3 separate regions of the Mus musculus genome follow, and all the other regions are linked to region 1. Evidence: chromatin contacts called from public HiChIP or PLAC-seq data. All regions are on one chromosome and are shown on one strand. Each heading gives the region's core, a stretch centred on a gene start, on an enhancer-like site or on the middle of the called end of the contact. The rest is flanking DNA. Distances are from core to core; before and after follow the strand shown.

Region 1 (4,513 bases), core at 888-3,387:
ATCAGGTGTTTTCTCAGCAACAGAACAGTGACAGGACACTCTCCTCCTAGGTCTATACACAGCTCCCTCCTCGTCATACAGTCCAGTGTGAATGTCACTTTCTGGCCAGCAGCACATCAAGAACTCTAGCTATTCCCCACCATACCACCCACAATTATCTGCACCGCACTTATCACCGCCTGCTATTTTCTTGCTAATTACTTAATTAATGGTCTGTCTCCTTACCCTGCCGGGGAAGGAGTTCTGTTTGTCTCCTCACAATTATATTCTGGTCCTAGAATAGTTCCCGGCGTGTGGACACATTAGGCATGCTATGGACGAGGGACATTAACTTCTCTCCGTCGGGGAGGCTGGGAGCCTTCTCCATCCCGGACCAGAACCTGAGGACGCGGAGCCCCAGAGAATTCCCAAGGAGAGCATCAGAGCTGGGACTGGCTTCCAGCAATCTTTCTGCTTTGTACTTTGAGCTTCTTTTCTTTCTCTCTCTCTCTCTCTCTCTCTCTCTCTCTCTCTCTCTCTCTCTCTCTCTTTTCTTTCTTTCTTTCTTTTTTGTTTGTTTTTTCGAGACAGGGTTTCTCTGTGTTGCCCTGGCTGTCCTGGAACTCACTTTGTAGACCAGGCTGGTCTCGAACTCAGAGCTTCTTTTAAAGGAATTAGGAGGAAAAGATTCTGTGTGTGTGTGTGTGTGTGTGTGTGTGTGTGTGTGTGTGAGAGAGAGAGAGAGAGAGAGAGAGAGAGAGAGTATGCGAGTGTGTGAGCATGTGAGTGTGTGTGAGTGTGTGTGAGTATGTGAATGTGTCTGTGTGTGTAAGTGTGTGTAAATGTGTGTGAGCGTGTGTGTGTGTTGCATATGCATATGTGTATGGAGACAGAGGACAGCTCTGAGCTTGGTTCTTCAGGAACTCTCCACCTCCTCTGAGACAGGGTCTGTCATGGGTGAGCCTGGAGCTCACTAATTAGGCTTTAATAGCTCACCATGGAAGCCCAAGGATGCTCCTGTCTCTGCCTCCCCAATGTTAGGATCTGTACACAGATGCCGGGCATCCCTTCCCAGCTAAGCACCTGACAGAGCATCTGTGGTGGTTAATGCCGACTGTGAGCTTGACAGGATCCAGAATCACTGGGAGATAAGCATCGGGCTGTGCTTGGAGGGAAGCTTCTGGATTACGTCACCGGAGGTGGGGAGACTCCTCTGAATGCGGAAAGCACCATGCCAGGGCTGGGGAAGCGAGCTGGGTACCAGCATCCATCACTCCCTGCTTCCTGACTGCAGAGGCATCGGATACTCCCAGGTAGATGCCTCAGGCTCCTGGTGCCATGCCTTCCTGCCACGATGGGACCATAGGCTTGAACTGTGAGCTCAAATAAACTCTTCCTTCACTGGGCTGCTTTTTCGACAAGCAAGTAACTGGCGTCCCAGCCTCTACCCAGCCTTGAAGGCATTGTAACTGGAGTTTTTGATACAAAGCGAGGAGGGTGTTCTGTGCATAGCCAATTCTCATACTGCCTGCCATCAGGGGTTTCCCATCTGAGGGAGGAGGCGTGGATGGTTTTTCCTGAAGAGACACCCACACGGACACCAAGGGCTGGATTCCAGCGCCTGGAAGGCATAGGAGACACAGGTACAGGATGGATGAATGCATCAGGACGTGGAGGGTGGGGACAGGGAGAAAGAGGATGGAGGAAGAAAGGAGGGACTGAAGGACAGACAGACGGACAGGCAGTCGGACAGGCATGAGCACTGGGTTCGATCTTTCCAACTTGTACCTCAGTCTTGCTTTCTCCATAGCGGAAGAGGAAAGCACACTCCAGGAGGAAGCAGGAAAAGACTAGGAATCCTCCAGAGATCTCCCTGGAAACAGGAAGTAGGCTGGGGCCACAGGAAGTGCCTGTGGTCAGGAGTGGGTGTGGGTGGTAGCTGGTAGATCAGCACCAGCTCACCTTACACACAGCCACACCTCAGCCCCAGGGCAGACAGGAGGTGGGGTGGAGGCGGCGGCTGCTTTGTCAGTATTTTCCAAGCCTACCCTCTGACCTTCTAAAAAGCTCTAACAGCGAGCTTCCCAGTTCTAATGGAAAATCCCAGCACCACTTTCTACAGGGGCCTCCATCAATCAGGCCACAGACCTCCACAGAGCCACAGAGAGAAAACTGCCACTGAGCACTGCTTGCTGAGAGCAAGCCCTGCACTGTGTGAGAGCAGAGGGGGGTTCAACCCAGTGCCTTGAATCTCTCAGAAAAGTCCAGTTGGCCAGGTCTGCCAGGTCCTGGGGCGTGCACAGACTCAGTCACCCCTGGGGTGCGGGGGGGGGGGCAGCAGAAAAGAGCCAGGCACGTCTCAGCCTGGGAGCCTTTAATCCCTACAAGCTGTCTGGGCTTCTTCTTCAGGCTCTGTGGGCAGTTGTGCCCCTTACCAATGCCCCAGGTCTCAGAGACAACTCTGGGCTTTTTAAATTTTATTTCTGTCAGCTAATACATCCGTGTGTATAGGAGAGGAGTTTTGGGGGAGGAGGGAGACGGAACAGGGGTGGCTCTTCCCTTAACTGTCTTGGGTTTTGAGTTTGTGGTGATCAACTGAGGACAGACTGGAGATACAACCAGGATACACATTTGCTGTGTCTGCATTTTTCTCCTTCTTTTTGTCCTTCTTAAAAGATTTTTATTCTTGTGTATGCGTGTGTGCATTGCACGTGGGGACTGCATTGGATCTGCAGATGGCTGTGGGCCACCTGATGTGTGTGTTGGGATCAGAACCCAGGGACCATACAAGAACAGCAAGCACTCCTGACTGCTGAGCCATCATCCCTCCAGCCCTACTGATGTTTCTCAAACGAGTACAGTAATATGAACGGGGAACAAGGCGAATAATTAAATAATCAGCAGACGTCACCCAGAGGTGACTCAAGCCCGCGGGGGACTGTGTAGGGTAAATTCAGATGTTGTGGCATTTTATGTGTCAGCTCATGTTTGTGTGTGGCTGAGCACAGGCCCCCTCGATCCCTGGTGCGCACGTGGAGGACACAGGACAGCCCATGTGGGTCTCTCTACCTGCCATTTTGCTTTGAGGCAGGGTCTCCGTGTCGTTCACTGCTAGCCCACGGGCTTCTGGGAATTCTCTTGCTTCTGCCTTCAGTCTCCCTGGAGGAGTGTTGGAGTGAGGGGCCTGCGCTGGCTTCGTATGGATCTGGAGATAGGAGCTCAGCTGTTCTCAGTTGCATGGCAAGCGCTTTGTGTTCTGAGTCATCTCCAGAGCCCCATAGTGGAACTGTGTAGAAGAGACTGGAGCACTCAGGTCCCAAGATGTGTCCTCTGTGAAGAGTGAGGGGGTGGCTGGGAACGTACATACAGATGTCCAGCCACCACAGTTTGGGCGCCATGCCAACCCACACTTGTTGGTTGGACTCGTTGGTTGGAAAGTCAACTCATCTTGACCTGGGCCTCAGTATCTCCACTTACAAACCATAGGCTGGGTGTGGTGATTCAGCGATCAGATCAAATCTTAGCGTGTTCATATAAACCCTCTGCTATAAATGGGAAACGGTGGGAGGCCCTCCCACAAACAGCACGTGATTCCCTCAACACCCGACAGGGGGTGCTGGTTCCCTTATTTCCAGAGAGAGCCATGAGGGGCTTGGGGCCAGCCTTACCAAGAAAGCTGCTTGTCTGGAGCCTGGAGTGTCTGAGAGAACCTAACTGTGGCTTCAGATGTTCATACTCCACTCTGGCGAGGACTCTGGAAGCTCACTACCAAGGGATGATCATGTTCTCGGTCCAGGTCGCCATCCAGATGAGCAAAGTGTCCACTGGGTGGCACCTTGGGTGGAGGCTCCCAGGTAGGGCTTTGATAGCCCCGAGGAGGAAGGGGTTATGTCTGCTGCACCTGTCCCAGCATAGACCAGGCATCCAGATGTGCTCTTGCAGCCTGACAGAGCTGAGCATTGTGAGGAAACAAGAAACGGGCTAGAGAGAAGTCTGAGACCGGAAGGGCTGGGTTCAAATTCCAGCCTGGTGACTTCTGAGAAATCACATCTTATCCCCGAGCCCCCAGTATCCCTGTCTTACAGTGGGTGGGGGCTTCAGGTGAAGCCCAGGAAGTTCTTGGGGGCTCAGCTCTCCTCCCTGAATGAGAAGCAGAGTCCCACATAAGCTAGGATGGGTTTCCCACTGTATTCCAAGAGTCTAGGGCAGAGAGCTGTACCCAGGGAGCTGCTGGGCTTGGGGGATCAGGTGCACAGCAGCCCTCTGCTGCCGAACAGGCACACTGGACGTGCTGCCTCAAACCGACACGGTCGTCTGACATGATTGAATGTGAGCCCCAGAGACTGGAACACACAAGGCACCCGCTGCCTTGGCTCTCCTAGCAGGAACCCTCCTTCCATAGCGCTCAACAGCAGAAGCTGCCCAGTAAGATGTCAGCCGCCATCTTTGCAGGAGACCAGAGAAATCCAAGGGTCAGAAGCCCAAAGTAGGTACTGAGAATCAGCCGGAGACCAGAGGTAAGGACTGGGGGGTG
Region 2 (4,513 bases), core at 1,297-3,796, 550 kb after region 1:
TTCTACACAGCCAAGGTCAAGAGAGCTGCAGATCCTCAAAGACAAATGTAGCCTCTTCAGAGAACATCAGTTCCATTTACACAGCACAGAGGGTGATCGTGCCAGAGAGGATGGCCCGGCTGTGTGTGTATGCATGTGTCTCTGTGTGTGCATGTGTCTGTGTGTGTCTGTGCATGGGTGTGTACGTATGTATGTCTCTGTGCGTCTGTCTGCACGAGTGTGTAAGAGTGTGTATATGTGCTGGGCAGTGGTGGCGCACGCCTTTAATCCCAGCACTTGGGAGGCAGAGGCTGGCAGATTTCTGAGTTCGAGGCCAGCCTGGTCTACAGAGTGAGTTCCAGGACAGCCAGGGCTACACAGAGAAACCCTGTCTCGAAAAACCAAAAAAAAAAAAAAAAAAGAGTGTGTATCTGTGCATGTAGAGTGGTGTTATGTATGTTGCGTATACATGGGCATGTATATGTATTTATGTGTGCACATGCATATGTATTTGTGTGTGTGCATGAGTGTGGGGTATGTATATATATTTGTGTGCATGTGTCTGTTTCTACATGTGTATGTATGTGTATATGCATGTGTGTATATGTGTATCTGCATAGGTGTGGGGTGTATGTATACATATGTGTATGTGTGCACAGATGTGTATATGTATGTGTGTGCATGTGTGTGTATATGTGTACATGCATATGTTTGTGTCTCTATGTATGTGTCTGTGTGTTTCTGTGAGTGTCTGTGTGTGTGCATCTGTATATGTGTGTGTCTCTGTGTAGGGGTGTGTGTAACATAGTGTAGAGTGTGTGTATTTGACTGCATGGTGTAGGGGATGTGTGTGTATGCATGTGTATGTATATATATGTGCATTTCTATGTGTGTATGTATGTATGCATGTATGTATGTATGTGTGCCTCTGTGCATGGGTGTTGGTGAAGAGTCAGAGGACAGCTCGTTGGTTCTCTTTCCATCTTGCAGGTCCTGGGGAATAAACTAAGATGCAGTGCAAAAGAAATGTCAGTCAAGGATGAGCTGCTGGGGGGGGGGGAGGGATACTCAGGGCTTCCTGGGAATTCTGGTGCCACGCAACCTCATTCCCTTCTCTTCACGGTTCTTTCCTCACTCAACAGTTATCAGCTGTTGTGCCCTGTGTCAGTTAGCATGTAATGGGCTGTCCGGACTTACTGGCCTTCATCACGCTGGATCCATCTTGGTCCAATGGCTGGGCTACTTGGCTCAAAGGGACACTTCTAGTCACAGACATTCTGTGGGTTAGGGAGAGCTAGATAACAAGTGGGTTCCATGCTGTTCAGGGTGGCGCATGGTCAGCAGTCCCCAAGAGGCCAGTGTGGTGGCACCCACCTTTAATCCCAGCACTTGGGAGGCAGAGGAAAGCGGATTTCTGAATTTGAGGCCAGCCTGGTCTACAGAGTGAGTTCCAGGACAGCCAGGGATACACAGAGAAACCCTGTCTCAAATAAAAAAAAAAAAAAAAAAAGGAGGGTCTAGAGAGATAGCTCAGAGGTTGAGAGCACTGGCTGTTCTTCCAAAGGATCCGGGTTCAATTCCCAGCACCAATGTGGACAGCTCCGAACTGCCTGTAACTCCAGTTCCAGTGGATCGGACACCCTTATCCACACAGACACACATGCAGGCAAAACACCAATGCACATAAAAAATAATAAATTGGGAGCTGGTGAGATGGCTCAGTGGTTAAGAGCGCCAACTGCTCTTCTGAAGGTCCTGAGTTCAAAAGCCAGCAACCACATGGTGGCTCACAACCATCTGTAACAAGATCTGACACCCTCTTCTGGGGTGTCTGAAGACAGCTACAGTGTACTTACATATAATAAATTAATTAATTAATTAAAAAAAATAATAATAAATTAAGGGGCCTGGAGAGATGGCTCAAGGGGTTAAGAACACTGACTGTTCTTCTAGAGGTCCTGAGTTCAATTCCCAGCAGCCACATGGTGGCTCACAACCATTTGTAAAGGGATCCGATGGTCTCTTCTGGTGTGTCTGAAGACACAGCTATAGTGTACTCATATACATAAAATAAAATAAATCTTTTTTAAAAAAATAAATAATTTAAAAATGACATTTAAAAACACAACGGGGTGGGCGAGAGACTTGAGAAAGCCTGAATTAGCTAAAGTACAGCAGCACCCCAGGAGCAATCCAGAAGGTAATGGTCACGGGAGGGTTAATGGACATTCCTCTCTGCCAGTGGGCTGGGGGCTAAGGTGGAGTGTCAATTAAGCAAGGCAGTGTGCAGAGAGGCCACCACCAACTACTGAGTCACTGGAAGCAGCCAGCACTGGGATGGCATGGGAGGGGTGGGGAGGGGAGTGGAGGGGTGGAGAGGAGAGGAGAGGGGAGGGGTGGGGATGAGATGGGAGGGGGTGGGAGGGGTTCGGAGGGGGTGGTATAGTTATTCACTCCCTGAAGCTCCCAGGGTCCCGCCTGGGGGAAGTTCCTCCGGGTAAGACAGTCTGGACCTTCTAATGCTTCCCTCCTCCAGATCCCTTCCGCCCCATCCCCAGAGGCCTATGGCCTCAAGTTCCTCCTGACACTCCACCCTCAGCCTTACTATAAACCCATAGTCAGTGTAACCCAACTGTGAGTCACGTGCTTGCAATTCCTGCATCGGAGGCCACGGGAGTCAGACTGCTTGGACCAACTTAGAGGCTTTTCTCTTGTTAATTTTTTTTCTACCCTAGTTTTTTTTTTTTTTTTTTTTTTTTAAAGATTTACTCAAGTGAAGTCATTTGCCTGCATGTTTATAACATGTGTGCCGGGTGCCCAACCAGAGTAAAACCTTGCCCTTCACCCCCCAAAAAAATATATCCTAGGCTAAGCGTCATGGCAGATTTTAATCCCTGCACATGGGAGGCAGAGGCAGGTGAATCTCTTTGTGAGTTTGAGGCCAGCCTGGTCTATGTAGCAAGTTCCAGGATAGCGAGGAGACCCTGTATCATTAAAAAAAAAAGAGGAGGAAAGAGAAAGGCAATCCTATCTCTATGCTCAACCTTCCCTCTTCCCTGTCAGGACAATTTGCCAGAGCTGTGACTGGACTTAACCACAAAGGCTGGGGAAAGCCACTCCCCAATTCCTGAAAAATGCCATCCCAGAAAACACAGTGAGGTTCCACCCCTTTCCTCAGCCCCCCCCTCCCCCCTCCCCTTCTTTAGTTTCTGGAACAACCCCCACCCCCACCCCAGAGTAAAATGTAAGTCAGTGAACTGTAAATCTGTGGGTCTCCCCCAAGATCTACGTTTCGTTTCTGTTTCGTTCTTGGCCAAGAACAGAACTCATTTTCTCCCCTCTTCATGTTGGTTCCTACGTCACAGCCAGACCCAGGTGTTGGAGCTAAGGGTGGGGCTCATGGGAGAGGGTTCACCTGGCAGAAATGAGGGCCTTTGGTTTCTTCCTTAGCACCCCTTAAACTTTCTTTTTCTTTTTTTAATATGTATGGGTGTTTTGCCTAACCTACAACTGTTCATGAGTGTGCCTGGAGCTCACGGGTGTCAGAGGAGGGTGCTGGACCCCACGGAAATGGAGTTACAGACAGTAGTGAGCCGCGCTGTGGGTGCTGGGATTCGAACCTCTGTCTTCTAAAAGAGTAGCCAGCACTCTTAGCCACTGAGCCATCTTTCCAGCCCCTGACGTATCTCAATGAAAAGTGTGCCATGCTAACCTGACCGTCGAGGTGTCTCTACAGCTGTCCCCATGCGGAGGTAAAATGCATGCATTAAGCATCTTAGTCTTGGGGGTGATGGCAAGATGGGGAGACTCAGCAGCTGAAACCATTGGCTGTCCTTGCAGAGGAAGGGTGCACCCGGCCCTTACATACACGCAGGCGAAACACTCATATGCGTAAGATAAAATAAAATACATGTAAAAAATGACCAACCCAGAGGGTTTTTCTCTTGTTAATTTGTTTTCTACACTCGTATTTTTTAAAGATTTATTCATGCATAGAAGTCATTTGCCTGCATGTATGTAACATGTGTGCCTGGTGCCCTGCAAAGGTCAGTGTTCCAGATCCCCTAGGGTTAAGTATGGTTGTGAGCAACCCTGTGGGCACTAGGAGTTGAACCTCGCTCTTCTGTAAGAGCACCAAGTGCTCTCAACTGCTGAGTCATCTCTCCAGCCCCCACATTTTTTTTAAACAGTCCTATCTACAAGGCCCCATTCAGAGAAGCTAAGATGGCTAGTAAGAAAAAAAAAAATCCATGTAATACATCTGTGATTTTACCATTGGAGAGGCAGAGGCAGGGGGATTATGAGTTGGAGGCTAGCTTGAGTTACAAGTCAAAACTCGTTCTCAAAATAAAGGGAAAAAAATGATGAAGTGTTTGCCTGGTGTGTGTGAAGTCTGGCGTTCCATCCCCAGGGTGGCCTGAAACGGAGCACGGAGCGTGTTGCTGCCCGCCTCTGAACCCAGCACTAGAGAGGTGGAGGCAGGGGGTTACTGTCCAGGTGCAACTTCTCTTGGTGAGCTTGCAGACAGAACCTA
Region 3 (4,513 bases), core at 890-3,389, 530 kb after region 1:
GGCCCGCAGACTTTGGGTGAGCAGCTGCCTGTACTGTGTGGAGGTTTGGCCCTTCTTGGGTTGTGTTGTTACCATGAGGGAGAAGGGAGCTGCTGTTGTGGAGACAGGGTCTCACACTGTAGTTCAGGATAGTCTCAAACTCACAGCAATCCTCCTGCCTCGGCCTCCTAAGTGCTGGGATCACAGGTGCAAGGCACCACACCAGCATTTTGGTTTTCAGTTTTGTTTTGTTTTTGTTTTCAAGACAGGGTTTCTCTGTGTAGCCCTGGCTGTCCTAGAACTCACTCTGTAGACCAGGCTGGCCTTAAACTGGGAGATCCATTTGCCTCTGCCTCCCGAGTGCTGGGGTTAAAGGAGCATGCCACCAGCTCCCAGCTTCATCCCTGTGTTTTAAAGTACGCCCAGCCGTGACTAGTTAGAGCCCTCTGGGAGATGGGACTGTCAGCAGAGCTCTGTGTGGCTTATGCTCTGCGCATGGCGGTGCCCAGGAAGTGGATTCTCGGTCACAGAAGTGTGGCAGCCATTATAGCACCGTCACGAGGATTTCAGAACAGCAGACTCCTCTTGTGATCTCCTCCCGATGACTGTCCTCTACACTGAGTGGGGACGTCTTTCTTCTTGATGACAGGGATACAGAAGGGCCACCTTCTCAAACCCCCAAAGTCCTCAGCTCTTGGGGGACAGAGGCAGGTGGGTGGAGGCCACAAGCTGGGCCTCAGTGTACGAGGCAACCCCACCTCTGTCACTTCTACCAGACTCTCCAGGGTCCTCCAGACCAAAACCTGTAGAGATGAGGAGGTCTTCTCCCAGGGAAAGGAGAGACCCTTGAATCCTTGCTGTCTCATAGCCATGTGGCCTCAGGCAGGATGCCTGACCTCGATAGGCCTTGGTCCCATAACTACAGGGTCAGTCACCACCACGGGGGTGGTTGTTCCCGCCCTGTCCAGTTAGCCAGGCTGTTGTGAGTGCCCTAGGGGGCCAGTAACATAGATAACTTTGTAAACTGTCAAGTACCTTGGTGAGACGCTGCCTCATTGATCACCAGAGTCCCTCCACAGAAAGCAAGAGGAGGCGGGGGACATGGTAATAATGGGAAAGAAGAAGCTGACTTAGGATCGAGGCTCCTCTTGTCCTCTGCCACGCCCACCCTGCCTCCTCCTTAAACCCCAGCTCCCCTTTTCTCCATCCATGAGAGGGGCTACTTCGCCCCTCTAGGCCTGTGATCAGAATAGCACGGACTCATTGGGGTTACTGAAAGATTAAGCTCGTCACACAGGCACTGCACTGTGCTAGCCAAATGAAAGCATGAAACGGGGACCCAGTTGAGTTCATTATGTTATCATTGGCCAGATGTTGACCAAACAATGAAATAGATCCTTTGAAACCAGTGAGCCGTCCATCACCAGAGGCAGTCAAGCTATGGCTAAAAAGCAACCTGTCAGAGACGCAGGGCAAGGCTGCCTAGTGACCTTTAAAATGCCACCCAACCACAAACGGGTACAATCTCTGCCAAGGAAGCTGTATAAACTGTAGTCCCTCCCTTTAGATGGGAAAGGCAGGGATGGGAAGGGACAGGACTGGCAGAGGAGGCCACCAGGGTATGAACACGGGAGAAACAAGCAGGCAGCCATGGAGCAGCAAGGAAGACCGAGAGTGGATCACTAGTGTCCAGCCACTGTGCCACCTCAGCATTCTCCGGGGGTTCGGAGCCTCAATTTTCCAACTATAACGATATTCTGAAGCCACAGAAAGCCTTCTCAACCTCCGTAAGCCTAAAAATAGGGTAGGGAACTCCCACCACACACCTGTGCTCCTGGATCCTTCCATGTCCCTCCTCCCACATCGTCCTCGTTAGCCCCCAAGCCTCCTTGTCATCTCAGGGAGAGCCGGGAACCCCAGAGCCCAAAGGTGTCAACGCAGGAGACCCTCACTACCTCCATCACATTCAAAGAACCTCTTCCAACTCTGCAAAGAACGAAGAGGGCTTAACTGGGAGAGACTGACCGACCTGGATTGCGCACAGTCCAACTGTGGTCCTCAGGGGAGAAGATGCCAGTGACCGGGGCAGGCGCCACCAGCGGGCAAGCATCTGGTGGGGAAGCTGCTGGTGGACTGAGCAGGAGCCTCAGGTCTGACACACTCGGGCTCCTGAGCCAGGCTTGGCTGGGCTTGCTGACAACCCAGCTGTATGAGTCATTAACCCGCCAGACCTGCTGGGCCGGTGCATTGGACACGGAGGCGGGCAGAGGGTGAAGGCGGAAGACTGGAGGACTGGAGGGGGCCCTGGCCTCTACCACCAGGAAGGGTTAGGCTGAGTCAGTCCCAACCTGGCTGGGCATATATCCCTCAGCCCAGCCCGGGAGGCCCAGGGAGTTAGCCAGGGTAGAAAGGAGAAAAAAAAAAAAAAAAAAAAAAAACAAAGATGGGTTTTCAAGGAGTGCTGAGCCCAGGGGATCTGCTGTCCCCTGGTAGGATGGGGCTCAAGACAGGACTCCGGGATGGGTGGGGCCCTATATGATCTAGATCCTTTAACCAGGTAAGATGGGAAGGGCCAGGAGGAAAGATCTTCTCCAGGACAGCTAAGTGACAGCTGTGTGGCCTCAGACAAGCGGTCTGGTCTCTCTGAGTCTCAGTTATCTGCTTGTTAAACTGCAGGCATAATAATAGTAATAATAATAGCCTCTGAATGATAGCACTAGGAACAGGGTCACCACCACGGGCTTCTGGCTCCTAGGGACAGCAGCTCAGGTCACAGAGTGTGTCTTTGGTGATGCAGGATAGGGGAATGGCTTTGCCAAAGTCATCTTCCTCGCTGTCGGTGTGGATGAGCACAGATTTGACCAACATCTCGCTTGCTCGTCAAGAACACAGGCATCTGAACATCAGGAAAGTCCATTGATCACAGTTGCTCCGCCTACTCCTTGAGCCCCAGGAAAGCCCAGCTGGAGACACAAAGGTAGCCCCACCCTCTCGCACCAAATCCATGCAGATCCATGGCGGTGAGCATGACTGAGCTCATAGTAAAAGACCAAAGCAGTTCTGTGCCCTCCACCGAGACTCCAGAGCCTGAGGTGTTAGATCAGGGACAGGCAACTGCAATCCTAGGGCTACATCTGGCCTGCCCTTGCTTGCCTAAAATAAATATACATGTATCTGAATGTGATCACTTATCATCGCAGCCTTGGGGATACTGAGGCAGGAAGATCTCTGGGAGTCAGAAGCCAGCCCTAGGCTGCATGGTAAGTTCCACTTGTGGAGACGCTGTCACTAAAACGCAAAGCGAACAGAAAAACATGCATTTGATCCTCCTCCTCTCTTTCCAGGGGTTCTGTAGACACCGAAGCCTAGCTGAGTCCTGACAGAGACTGCAGTTCCCAGTAGCCCCAGGGAGTTACACTGGCCTGTTAGGAAGAAAACCTGACAATGGTGACTCTGATGTTGGTGATGATAGTGGTAGTGGTGATGATGGTGATGATGGTGATAGTGGTGATGATGCTGATAGTGGTGATGGTGGTGATGATGATGGTGATGATGATGATGGTGATAGTGGTGATGATGGTGATGATGATGGTGGTGGTGATGATGATGGTGATAGTGGTGATGATGGTGATAGTGGTGATGATGGTGATGATGATGATGGTGATAGTGGTGATGATGGTGATGATGCTTATTTTCTGGGTTACTGGGATCCACACATTCCACACACAGAAAGCCTCTCCAAGCACAATTTTGCTCACACCTTACACCCTGGGTTCTCCTTTTTCTGTAGAGAGGCTCCTGAGAAAATAACTTACTCCAAGTCTCACAATGGACATTTTGAATTAAAAAAAAAAAATCCAGAAGTGGGCATACCAGTGCATACCTTAAATCCCCCAGCACTAGAGACAGAGGCAGGAAGATCAAAGCAAAGACAAGGACGACCTGAGCTACCTAGCAAACCCTGTATCAAAAGAATCAAATAATAATAACAAGTAGGTGCATTTGAGCCGGTGTGGTGGCACGCTCCTGTAACCCCCGGCACTCAGGAGTTGGAAACAGGAACACTCACAGTTCTAGGCCATCCTCAGCTACATAGCAAGTTTGAAGTCAGCCTGGGCTACATGAGCCCTTGTCTTAAAATCACCAAGAACTTGGTCTTGGCTGAGTGAGCCGAAAGCCTCCTGCTGCGCCAGTCACCCGAGCGGGCGAGTCCTGGCTGGGCTGAGAGCTTCCCTGCGGTGGAGAGAACCCTTGGATGAGTCACATTCCCTGGATTTAACCTCTGAGTTGGAAACAAGAGGATTGCCACAGATGTGAGGAAGATGGTGTGCTCAGAGTGCCCAGCATGTGCCAGACCGGCAGACTCCCATTAAGGCTCCAATGTCCTTGTCATTGCTGCTGGGGCCTGGAGTGAGCCTGAGACAAGAGGCTGTCACTCCCACTCCTACTACCGGGGTCAGCATAGGAAGGTGGCTCCTGGTCCATGGTCTAGGTCCTTCAAGAAGAGCTGCCTCCTTCACAAACCTGAGGAGGA

What was found. HiChIP or PLAC-seq counts read pairs in DNA pulled down with a chosen protein or histone mark.
Region 2: a contact with region 1 is called in an H3K27ac HiChIP or PLAC-seq map of embryonic stem cells, with 6 times the contacts expected there. The contact joins two enhancer-like sites. A contact is called at or near these places in 1 of 39 promoter capture datasets (embryonic stem cells), 1 of 15 datasets of contacts at CTCF or cohesin (embryonic stem cells), 10 of 484 Hi-C or Micro-C datasets (all in embryonic stem cells), 4 of 115 datasets of contacts at active chromatin or transcription factors (astrocytes and embryonic stem cells) and 1 of 9 other capture datasets (embryonic stem cells).
Region 3: a contact with region 1 is called in an H3K27ac HiChIP or PLAC-seq map of embryonic stem cells, with 10 times the contacts expected there. The contact joins the promoter of Arhgef10l here to the enhancer-like site in region 1. A contact is called at or near these places in 4 of 39 promoter capture datasets (embryonic stem cells, hippocampal neurons and pre-B cells), 1 of 15 datasets of contacts at CTCF or cohesin (embryonic stem cells), 11 of 484 Hi-C or Micro-C datasets (all in embryonic stem cells), 3 of 115 datasets of contacts at active chromatin or transcription factors (astrocytes and embryonic stem cells) and 1 of 9 other capture datasets (embryonic stem cells).

The regions. Positions count from the first base shown.
Region 1 is chr4:140,137,099-140,141,611 of GRCm38.p6, forward strand. The region is part of intron 2 of Igsf21 (immunoglobulin superfamily, member 21); the gene reads right to left. Among named protein-coding and RNA genes, the nearest start is that of Gm13029, 3.5 kb to the right of the region's middle. Within about 2 kb of position 2,138, at least 20 of the 459 cell types and tissues checked have an H3K27ac peak or open chromatin away from gene starts, as enhancers often do. A contact at or near this core is called in embryonic stem cells, where this site is marked.
Region 2 is chr4:140,685,940-140,690,452 of GRCm38.p6, forward strand. Gm13025 (a long non-coding RNA gene) reads left to right here. Exons shown (of 3, transcript XR_001784551.2): 3 at 1-172. Among named protein-coding and RNA genes, the nearest start is that of Gm13025, 8.5 kb to the left of the region's middle. Within about 2 kb of position 2,547, at least 67 of the 459 cell types and tissues checked have an H3K27ac peak or open chromatin away from gene starts, as enhancers often do. A contact at or near this core is called in embryonic stem cells, where this site is marked.
Region 3 is chr4:140,663,748-140,668,260 of GRCm38.p6, forward strand. Arhgef10l (Rho guanine nucleotide exchange factor (GEF) 10-like) reads right to left here and starts at 2,140. Exons shown (of 29, transcript NM_001290803.1): 1 at 2,009-2,140.